Regions from separate parts of the Mus musculus genome. Here all the other regions are linked to region 2. The links are chromatin contacts, called in public promoter capture Hi-C maps. All regions are on one chromosome and are shown on one strand. Each heading gives the region's core, a stretch centred on a gene start, on an enhancer-like site or on the middle of the called end of the contact. The rest is flanking DNA. Distances are from core to core; before and after follow the strand shown. Region 1 overlaps Myh10 (myosin, heavy polypeptide 10, non-muscle). Region 2 holds the start of Cfap52 (cilia and flagella associated protein 52). Region 3 holds the start of Rpl26 (ribosomal protein L26).

Region 1 (3,718 bases), core at 1,164-3,663, 850 kb before region 2:
TCTCCCCTTTCCTGCCCTGCTTGAGTGAGGCTGTGGATTCTAATGTCTGCTTTCTCCCGCTCACTACTGTAAACGTCCTGCCTCTTGCCTGGGGATTCCAGAGGACTGGATCCAGCTTCCACAGATGAAGCCTGCCAGCTCTCCATGGCTCACCGAACACTTACCTGAGCCGGTTCTTGAGAGTGCTGACCTCGCGGCTCAGGCCTTCATTGGCCTCAGTGGCGTCGTCCAGCTCCCTTTGGAGTTTACGCCGAGATGCGTTGGCACGTGTGGCCTCTTCCTCAGCCTCTTCCAACTGTCGTTTAAGCTGCTTCATCCTGGCATTAGCCTTCTCCATCTTGGGGCGTTACACAAATGAAAAGCAAACAGAACCCAGGGTCAGACGACGGAGGGTCAGCACGCTCTGTGACATCTTGCGTGCACACAAGCGCACTTGTTTTAGGGCTGCTCTAAGGTGCTTCCCCTTGCCTTAGTAAAGCCAGTATTTACAGAGCAAGCCACACAATCAGAAACTCAAAACTGCCTTTCCTGTGAAACCAAACTAGTTTTCCATCTCCATATGACTGATGGGGCTGTGCAGAAGGCTAGCAGTCTGGACAGGATACTGTCCGTGAAGCGTGGCTGTTCCACACAGCCACTCTGGAGAGTGCAGTGTGCTCCCACTTAAGAATATGACTGTGAGGGACTGGTGAGATGGCTCAGTGGGTAAGAGCACCCAATTGCTCTTCTGAAGGTCCAGAGTTCAAATCCCAGCAACCACATGGTGGCTCACAACCATCTGTAACGAGATCTGACTCCCTCTTCTGGTGTGTCTGAAGACAGCTACAGTGTACTTACATAGAATAAATAAATAAACAAATAAATCTTAAAAAAAAAAAAAAAGACTATGAGCCGGGCGCGGTGGCGCACGCCTTTAACCCCAGCACTTGGGAGGCAGAGGCAGGCAGATTTCTGAGTTCGAGGCCAGCCTGGTCTACAGAGTGAGTGCCAGGACAGCCAGGACTGCACAGAGAAACTGCACAGAGAAACCCTGTCTCGAAAAACAAAACCAAAAAAAAACCCAAACCAAACCAAACCACCCAGAATCTGACTGTGGCTCCTTTGCTCCTAAACTTGCAGGGACTGGCTACTGCCTCATTGGGTGCAGTTGTCACTTGCCTGGCAAGTAGGGAAGCGAAGGCCCTGAGGTGGTCTTGATCCCGATGCTCTACTGGGATCCCAGGAGTGTTGGAGCGAGCCCTTCAATACCGAGCCTCTGGGATTAGGGTTTGTGCATGAGGGCAGACGCCCTTCACAATCCCTGCTTTCTGCTGCTGTTTACCATTTCCCAAATTCCCTCTGACCAGTCCCCGATGCTCACCGTACCCAAGAACTATTAATCCAGGCACAGGAGGGGACTGGAAGAAGCCTCTTTGCCTGCGACACGGTGGAGTGGAGGAAGCTGAATGTAACTTTAAAACTCAGCCCAGGGCTCACACCTCAAAGTGTCACTGACTCGCTCTCCCCATTGGAACTGGGGGAACACAGGCTGCTGCCTGGGTTGAAATGCCGTAATTAAGAGTTTCCAAGAGTGTCCTTAACTCTGATTGCCTGCTTAAACACTCCTGGAGTGGTGACCTTCACCCGCCTGGCTTTTCCTACCTGCTCCTTATACTGATCCGCATGCCGACGCTCGTCTTCAACCTGCATGAAGATTTCTTTCAGTTTCTTCTCTGTTCGACGGACTAGTTTGTTGGCAGCTGCTCGCTCCCTGACAAAGTGACCAAAGTAGTTTTAAAACTTGAAATTAATTATATTTTAAGCGGGGAAGTATTTTTGGAGTTGTTTTTCTTTAGAAAATGACACCTACTGGAACGGCCTTCAGACCTCCCAGAAGCCTGACGCAGGGACTGCCTTTCCGTGTCCTCAGTGGCAGCACTGCCTTGTTTCTGTGCACACAGTGAGTGACATATGCCACATACACATGCCAGTCATAGGGAACAGACATGGTTATCACATAACAAACACCTAGTCTATGGAGTGACTGTCTCAGATGAAGAGTTTACAGCCAATGGAAGCAGCAAACCCTACCCACTGGGGAACAGTGAAATAACCACCACTCTCTGGCCTGGGACTGCGCCTGGTTAGAGGAGATGAACACGGAGAGTCCCTGCAGACAGGAACTGTTCCTTCCTAGCTGGATCTGGGTCTGGTGGAGTCAGGTAAGGCGACTTAAACCTTGCTAGTGAAAGCTTCATTGCCGTGCCTTGCTGGAGACACTTCAGGCCGAGTGGGGGGAGGGCTAGGGATGTAGCACCGGGGCTGCATTTCCGGTCCCATCCTCCCCAACGAGGTGGGTAGGAGTGCTACCACCTGCTGCAGCCGCCTGCTCATTCCATCCCATGCAGTGCTTTGATTCATTTGGTGTGATGGAAACTGCCTGGGGGAGAATGCTTTTGAGAAATACTGCAAATGAGCACCTCACAGGGTGCAACCATCAGAAGTCTGCAGTGAATCCATAAAGATGCTGGTGCTAGGAAGTCATGGGGCAGCATGAGGACTTCCAGCAGGGCCAGGCAGAGCCCCAGCCCCTCCTTAGGCACGGCTCTCACTGCTCTCAGAACCTTCTAGCTCCTGTGCAGGTCACACACCCTGCATTCCCACATTCCCTTGCACTGGGTGTTCCTATGGGCGAGGCTACTTCTGGGTCATGAGATGGCCCACAACATCTTACTTGGCTTCCTGCTCAAGCTGCTCCTCCAGCTGCCCAATCTTGGCTTCCAGGGCTGAGATGGTAGCCTTGAACTTGGACTTGACTGCCCCCTCCAGCTCCTGCAGCTTGGCCTTCAGCTCCTTGTTTTGTCGCTCCAGCTGCTGGCGGGCATTGTCACTCTTCTGGGCAGCGCTGCGCTCTGCTGCCAGCTCTGTGTTCAGTGTGTCCACCTACAAGAGGAGGGAGGTCAGATAACCTGTGCAGGGGCAATGCTGCTGCCCCCAGGGCCGGCCGCATGGCACCTGCAGCGTGGTCTTGCGGAAGCGGTCATTGAGCAGCTCCATGTTGCTCTGCTCCTCCTCCAGCTCCTCTTCCAGCTGTGCGATCCGCGCTTCCAGGCGCCGCTTCTCATCCAACAGCGCAGACCTAAGCTCGAGGAAGGGGCCGAGCACAGAGCATAGGATGAGAACTGTGAGTGTGACTCCCGATTAGTCCCTGCATTTATCCCTGATCTGTGGGTAAGCCCCACCCTCAGACAGTTCTCTTTCCTTCCCAAATCTGCCTTCCTGGTCCTGCACTGTCCTCTGAACCACTGTGGTGACCTCTCTGCTGCTTAACTCTGCCTCTAGAATTTGGCCAAGATCTTGGATGAACTCTAATGTCCTAGCACTCCCAAGGAGAAAGCAACTTAATTGGTCAAAAGAAATCATTAAAAACAAACAAACCAAGCCGGGCGTGGTGGCGCACGCCTTTAATCCCAGCACTTGGGAGGCAGAGGCAGGCGGATTTCTGAGTTCGAGGCCACCCTGGTCTACAGAGTGAGTTCCAGGACAGCCAGGGCTATACAGAGAAACCCTGTCTCGAAAAACCAAAAAAAAAAAAAAGAAAAAAGAAAAAAACAAACAAACAAACAAACCCCCAAACAAAAACAAAACCAAGAAACTCCAAGGAAGATTGTAAGGAAGCTACTAGCCAAGCCAAGTCTGAAAGGGAGGCCCTCAGGTGCCAGGTTTGGTCAGTGGTGTC
Region 2 (3,790 bases), core at 123-2,622:
AGGAAAAGTGCAAAATTTCCCCTCCCAATGTCCTACAAGTTTTCTGTGAAAAGCCCATAGCACCCGTGCCCAACTAGCTACTAACTGGTGACCATGGAGTGTGAACTTCAGTTTATAACCTTTCTGGGGATTACTGGGTGAAGGGATACCCCACCAAAAGGTTATTTTGACCTCACTTTTACAGGAGCCTGGGGAAGTCTATGCATGCAGTCAGCCACAAGCATGATGGGCAAGAAGCCCCAGAAAAGGGGGGCAAATATTCGATTGCTCAAGTCCCAGCTCCCCCAGGTCATAGCCTACCCTAGGACCACAGAGTTAGCACCGAGTAGGCAGTACGTGGCTGAGTCCCCTCAACAGGGGGAGGATTCTCGCTGATCTTCATCCCTAAGGCCGCCAGCCTCAAGCTCAAAGATGGGCAGGGTCTCTGCCAGTCCCTGGAAGCCAGTTCCACCCCCAAGTTAATCCCCATACTCTGCTGCCATCACCGGCAACTCACCAGGGGTCCGGGGCCATGGTGCAGTCTCCGCCCGCAGCTGGGACACTTCCTGCTCGTAGCAGCTGACTACGGCGGCCCGTGCGGCTCATTCCCCGCAGTTCGGAGAGTGCGCGACCCGAGCCCAGAGTTTGCAAAGTGAAACCTGTTTTAATTGACCTCAGAACGACGTCCCCGCTACCCAGAGCGCACCCCTAAGGGAGTGGGTAGCAAGAATCTATTTTTGTTAATTCACATGAATTGCTGGACGCAAGAAAAATAGTTAAATTGTTGAGCAGAATCAAAACATTTTCCCAGGGAATGGAAACGCGTCAACCCCGGCTCTCTGTATTTTTCTTCTTAATTCAAAACAGCAAGACAAGCTGGGTGTGATAACTCAAGCCTGGAATTCCAGCACTTGGATGGCTGAGGCAGGAAATATACATACAGGCAACATATGTACCATACATGCATGAATACATACATACATACATACATACATAAAAATAGTTGCATACTGTACTAAAACGTTTTTAGTGATTTTTTTAAATTTTTCTTTTAAAAAGAAGTATCAATGCCATGTTTTTTATAGCAACCTATTCATCATAGGCAATTCTCTGTGCTCAATTATTCTGTGTTCAATTATTTTTAATAATCATCACGAGGGGCTTAATTGTATAGTTTTTAAAAAGTCACAGACCTGTACACGGGAGAGGAGGAAATTTACCTTGTGCACTTAGCGTCAACCTACCACCTACATTTCCAGAATGGATAAAATACATACTAAGGAAGTCCTCCCAACATTTGCAAGAGGGGAAATCAACTCAAACACAGTGGGCTGGGTTTCTGCTCCTGCATGAACCTAGCACGCATGCGTGCGCCAGTTACCATGACGACCAGGAGACGCTGCACCCTGGAGTTGAAGAATCAATGAGCTGAAACTCTCCAGGATGGAAGAACAAGTTTTACCCGAGCTGGATGTAGCAGAACTGGAGCTTCAGGCTGTGATCGGCTTCAATGGTGAGACCTTGAGCAACCATGATTTGATGCCTCAGGGACAGTGAGACGCTGACCTGGTAGCGCCTGAGAGGCAGTGGGAATAGCGGCAAGAGTGTGGCCAGGCACCACCCGCCCCAGGATGGTGGCAGATCTGGGCCTCATTCCTGAGCCTCAGGAACTGGCATGGGTGTAAGAGCTCAGATAAAGCTCCTCCAGAGACCAAATGAGCCTAACTCGGTAGGAGTATGAATAAGGGTCTTTCCCAAAGTAAGAACTCAAAGGTTTAAGACCAGGATAGAAGGGAAGTAGGACATTAAGGGAGAAACCTTTTTAATTCTGGAGGGGCCTTCTTGTGGTGCTCACACTTTATTTGTGACTGTCGTGGTAAATATTGAGAGAGAAATGCTGTGATTGGGGGTCGTGTTTGGCGTGTAGCGAAAAGGCAAGGAGTTAAATTTTAGGGGGAAAATTGATTTTTTAAAACGAATGTAGTGCCTGAAAGCTTTACCGTTGAAAGGATGCGGTGCGGAACGATTACAGAGTAAATAAAGGTTTAAGCGCTCCTGGCATTAACTCTTGAGTCTTCGTTGCTCTGTGCTGCTTTAATTGAAAGCCAGCGTTTTCTGTATCTGAGCCAACACTGTCTGTAGAGATGGACAAATATTACCGATAAGAAGTGATCCCTGGAGAACTGCAAAAAAATATTCTGGTGAGCCGGTCAGTGCAAAGACACACAAGATCTGTGATTGATTTTTTTTTAAGTAATTTACTTTATGTGCATTAGTATTTTGCCCTGCCATATGGATGCTGAGATTGAACCCTGGTCCTTCGGAGGAACAGCCCATGCTCTTAACCACGGAGGCATCTCTCTAGCCTGTAACTGAATTTTTGCTAACACAGTAAGGAAAGAATCTTAAAGTGTATCAAAGTTTGGGAAAAGGGTTGCTTAAAAAAAAAAACAAACAAACAAAAAAACCTGCGTGGGTGTTTTGCTCAGAGCGCATATCTGTGAACCAGTGCCCAAGGAGGCCGGAAAAGAGCATCAGATCCCCCAGGACTAGAGTTACAGACAGACGTGAGTCCCATGTGAGTGCTAGGAATGAAAGCTGGGTCCATTGGGAAAGAAGCCAGGGTTCTTAACTGCTGAGCCAACTCTCGGGCTCCTTGTTTTATTTTTAATTATGTGTATGGGGTGGAGGAATGGACATGTAAGTGCAGGTGCTCGTGAAGACCAGGAGAGGGCGCCAGATCTGGTGGCAGTGAAGTTACAGGTGGTATGTCCTAGGAAGTGAGGTCAGGTCCTCTGCAAGAGTTGTGTACACTCTTGCCTAGACTTCTCCCGAGCCCGTGGGAAAAAGTTATTTATTGAAAGAAGCCAAGAAAAGACTGATTTTTTTTATTGTGAAAAGACTCTTTTTGAATTTAAATAGTCTTTAACCAGAGGCTAAGGATTGGGGTGCAGATCATTGCAAATGGCCAGAAAAGGGGGGGGGCTGAGAAATGGAGAGTGAAGATCCAGGAAGGGGGAGGAGGCGGGGGCGGGGACTAGACTTTGAGGTCAGAGTTTAGAGTTCACATGAAATTAATCATATGCTAGGCCAACCTAATCTACATACTGAGTACTGAGTTCTAGGATGGCCAAAGCAAAAAAAAAAAAAAAAAAAAAAAAAAAAAAAAAAAAAAAAAGTTGAGAAGTTGAATGCAAAATTAGAACTCATAGTAACAGTTGTGTTATTAAACTTGAATTTGAAAACGGTGATGCATATATGTAACTGTACCAGGTATTGTACTCTGATGTGAGCTTATCAAGTAAACAAACAGAATATAATTGTGTCAGATATGGAAACATCAGGCTGTTGCTATTGAGAGTCTGGTCACATTCAACCGATTTTTCCATTATATCTAGAGCTCTTATAAGTTAAAAAAGCAACAACAACAGATCGGTCAGGGATCTGCAGGCCAGATTGGTCCCACTGTGTGTTTTGTAAATAAAGTTCCATTGGAATTCAGCCATGTCCTTTGTATTGGTGCAGTCTATGGCTATTTTCACACTACACTAGCAGAGATGACTGACTGCAACACCGGCCGTATGGCTCAGAGTCTAAAATAAACCATATGGTTTGTTTTTCTGGCTCTGTAGAAAGAGCTAAGCTCCTGAAAAACATAATGGCAATAATAACAATGTTAGTAATCATAAATATAAATGTCTATCCGTTAAAAGCCTAAAAGTGTTATTAAAACAGTGACATCACTTTTTATTTCTCAAATAAGCAAAGGCCATATATATATATATATACATATTTATATATATATATATAT
Region 3 (3,451 bases), core at 725-3,224, 940 kb before region 2:
AGGACAGGTATATGTATTATGGGATGTTCTACTTTGGCTTATATAATCAGTTTATGGGATCACAACCTCAGCTCCAGGTTGCTTTTTACTGCCAATACCTTAAGCCCACTTCATAATGGTGTTATCAATGGCCTCACTGATCACAGGGGCCACTTGCAGGTGCCATGTAAACAGCAATCAAGCACCAAAGCTAGTGGTTTCCTCCTTCAAAAACACCCACCTTGCTGGGGTGGATGCCCACATGGACGGTTGTGCCATTAGCCTTCTCTCGCTGGACTCGTTCGATGTAGATGACGTACTTCTTCCTGTACACTTGGACCACCTTGCCAATCTGCTGGCCTTTGTAGTGTCCGCGAACAACCTGAGTGCAAGTGAAAAAAAAACTGAGCAAGGGCTAGAGTGTAACCCAGAGAACCAGAACTGCCGAATCATTCATACACTGTGCACCTCCAGCAGACCCACACGTCCCCTTTTTGGGGTGGGAATGGGGTTACTGGGACTCAAATCCAGGACCTGTATATACAAGGTAAGCACTATGTGAACAGTGAGCTAAATCCCCAACCTTTTCATCTTCACAGACTGGAAACAAACCAGGCCAATCACCTATAGCAAAGAAAGGCTTTCTAAATAACAGACAAATCAAGACTGTTGCCATCCTATAGCTGTTTTCAACCCATGTCGATCCTCCCAAAGAAGTGTTTCATTTTATTAAGTATTCTTAAAAAGTGTTAAGATGTGCCAGTCTCGAAGTGCACACCCTTTATCCTAGGGCTCTATCTTATCTCTTTTCCAGGTCAGCCAAGGGCTACCTACACAAAGAAACCCACCCTGCGTTCTTTTAAAGACTTCCAGAACTTACCAATCACTAGCTATAAATTACAGCTACAGATAATCTCTCCCCAATAGAGCTAATAGAACCCCACACAAAGACATTAGCAAACCGCTGAGGCAGGACCAAAAAGCACACTGCTTTCCAGTTCTTTTGATGCAAAGCAACCCTTTCATACATCAAATGCAGGTTTTCTCACCCCCCCCCGCGCCCCCCAAATAATCGTAAAATTCCATTCAGCTTCGCCTCGCCAAGCAAGGACACATACCTGAACTTCGTCATCCTTCCGAATGGGCATAGACCGAACGTTATACTTCTGTCTCAGCTCTTTGGAAAGAGGGGAAGACATGATCTTCCTCCGAATGTGAGAGGGCGCATTGAAATGCCGTTTGCGGTTCTTGCTTCGGTCAGAAGTCACGAAGGGATTGAACTTCATTTTGGCTTAAAAACAAACAAAAAAAACAAAAACAAAAACCAGAAGACCCTTTAACGTTTCAAGTCTCAACCAGTTCCCTAAACAGCATCAACTCCACTCTGAAAGCACACAACGTTCACTGGAAGGTATCATGCTCGGTTACTCCAGACCTTCCCATCTGAGGGTTTTTTCGTCTTTAAAGACTGAAAACAAGATGAAGACTCTGCCATTAGTAACACCTATCCTACTTTTAAACTTGACTTTCCAACTTCAGCATCCCGGGAGGGTCCTACACAGCGTCGGTCTTTACCTTCTCATTTACCGCTTCTGGTGCTCTGCATTTTGCCCCCCACTTGAGCATGGAAGCAAGGGCGGATCTCCAAGCCCTCCCAACTGGCGAGAGGGCAACCGCACGGCTGACCCGGGGCTTATGATTATTTAACTCCATCTCCATGGGCCCCGCCGGCCTTCGAGTCCACGAACCTGGTCCCCTTAACCCTCTCCAGCCCCGCGGGCCCTGGCTAGGAAAGACACGGACCGAGCCCGCCCCAGTTCGGCTCCCTGGCTGATGCCGGGCCAGCAAGGCCGTCTCGGGGCCTCGGGACAGAAAAGCCTCCTCGCCTCGCCGCGGATGGCTGCGGATTACCAGCGACAACCCGCCGAGAACTCACCGGCTGCGATCCACCGATGGCCGCAAAAGGAAAGAGAACTACACGCGACTTCCGGTTCTGTAAGTTGCCGCGAGATCTCGCGAGAGTCTCGGAGCGAAAGGGGAGAGGAGGTTGGGAGAAAAGAAGAAACTAGGAATGGGAGTTTAGCGACATCTAGCGGCTCGGAGGGGGACTGCGAGGGGTCCTGACGTCATCCCTCGGAGGTGTGCGTGGTAGGCTTAGTCCTCTGGGGAAGGCAGTGCTCCTGGGATGAAGAGGGTTGCTTAGGGACGGTAGGCCGGCGTGAGAGGACCTGGGGGACCTCACCCTTTCATTCCTGGGCTCCGGGCGAAGCGCAAGACCTACTTTTAGGCGCCGAGTGGCTCTGGGACCTTGGCCAGACGGTTACCTCGGTGACTTGACCCATAGGAGTTAGTTCTTATAATTAGCCCCAGCCGGCCGCCCCCACATCTGGGTAGACTACTCTGGGTCCTTCTGCGAAATTGAGACCATCCCTCACCTGGACGGAAATAGGTCTTGGCCCCCTGATGATGCCAAGTTGCCGGTTCAAATCACACTTAAACAAACAGACCCGAGGCCAGATCCCCCGGAGCTCCCGGGGACTGGACCACCAACAAAAGATTACAGGCTCCGGTCACAAACGGGGCAGAGGATGACCTTGTTGGACATTAGTGAGAGGGGCGGCCCTTGGGCCTGAGGGTGTTCCATGCCCCAGTGTAGGGGAATGCCAGGGCGGGAAGACGGGAGTGGGTGGATGGGTGGGGGAGGTAAGGACAGAGGGGATGGGATAGGGGAGTTCCGAAGGGGAGACCTGGAAAGGGGAAAACATTTGAAATGTAAATAAAGAAAATATCCAATTTAAAAAAAAAAAAAAGGAAAAGCCGGCATTGGTGGCGCCTGCCTTTAATCTCAGTACTTGGGAGGCGAGGCAGGCGGATATCTGAGTTCGAGGCCAGCCTGGTCTACAGAGTGAGTTCCAGGACAGCCAAGGCTACACAGAGAAACCCTGTCTCGAAAAACTGAAAACATGAAAAGAGAAAAAGAACGGAAGAAAGAAAGAACGGAAGAAAGAAAGAAAGAAAGAAAGAAAGAGAGAAAGAGAGAAAGAGAGAAAGAGAGAGAGAGAGAGAAAGAAAGAGAGAAAGAGAGAAAGAGAGAGAGAGAGAAAGAAAGAAAGAAAGAAAGAAAGGAAGAAAGAAAAGAAAGAGACACGGGGTGGGGGGACACTCTCATCGCAGACAGGTGTACCCTTTAAAACTATGACCTCAACCCCCTCCTGAGAGTTCTCGGTTCCAGATCTGATGGAGGTAGGTCAAGGGGATCCGATTCTCTGCAAATGGGTTCGGAGGCATCGGTTTCTGTAGATAATATAGCCGTCATGCTAACAGGAGGCACATACTGTCTTAAGATACAGGGAGCTTACGGAACACTAGGCAGGACACACTCTTCTATACCCTTTCACATCACTAACGTCTTTAGGCTGATGCAGGTGTACTGTCCTCAGTTTACAGAGTGGATAACTGAGGTACGGAGCAG

The links. Promoter capture Hi-C pulls out the DNA fragments that hold promoters and counts their contacts.
Region 1: a promoter capture Hi-C map of embryonic stem cells shows a contact between it and region 2, with 2.9 times the contacts expected there. The contact joins the enhancer-like site here to the promoter of Cfap52 in region 2. A contact is called at or near these places in 9 of 39 promoter capture datasets (the 3T3-L1 cell line, 3T3-L1-derived adipocytes, cranial neural crest and 5 more), 4 of 484 Hi-C or Micro-C datasets (cortical neurons, palatal mesenchyme and stem cell-derived neural progenitor cells), 1 of 115 datasets of contacts at active chromatin or transcription factors (astrocytes) and 1 of 9 other capture datasets (embryonic stem cells).
Region 3: a promoter capture Hi-C map of second pharyngeal arch cranial neural crest shows a contact between it and region 2. The contact joins the promoter of Rpl26 here to the promoter of Cfap52 in region 2. A contact is called at or near these places in 4 of 39 promoter capture datasets (the 3T3-L1 cell line, hippocampal neurons and second pharyngeal arch cranial neural crest).

What each region holds. Positions count from the first base shown.
Region 1 is chr11:68,811,001-68,814,718 of GRCm38.p6, reverse strand. It overlaps Myh10 (myosin, heavy polypeptide 10, non-muscle), which reads right to left. Exons shown (of 41, transcript NM_175260.2): 37 at 2,995-3,118; 38 at 2,714-2,922; 39 at 1,642-1,750; 40 at 165-337. Among named protein-coding and RNA genes, the nearest start is that of Ndel1, 40 kb to the left of the region's middle. Within about 2 kb of position 2,413, at least 10 of the 459 cell types and tissues checked have an H3K27ac peak or open chromatin away from gene starts, as enhancers often do. A contact at or near this core is called in embryonic stem cells, where this site is marked.
Region 2 is chr11:67,963,224-67,967,013 of GRCm38.p6, reverse strand. Cfap52 (cilia and flagella associated protein 52) reads left to right here and starts at 1,372. Exons shown (of 14, transcript NM_027963.2): 1 at 1,372-1,492. The coding sequence starts at 1,423. It overlaps Stx8 (syntaxin 8), which reads right to left and starts at 556. Exons shown (of 8, transcript NM_018768.3): 1 at 497-556. The coding sequence starts at 513.
Region 3 is chr11:68,900,089-68,903,539 of GRCm38.p6, reverse strand. It overlaps Rpl26 (ribosomal protein L26), which reads right to left and starts at 1,974. Exons shown (of 4, transcript NM_009080.2): 1 at 1,916-1,974; 2 at 1,098-1,270; 3 at 221-361. The coding sequence starts at 1,265.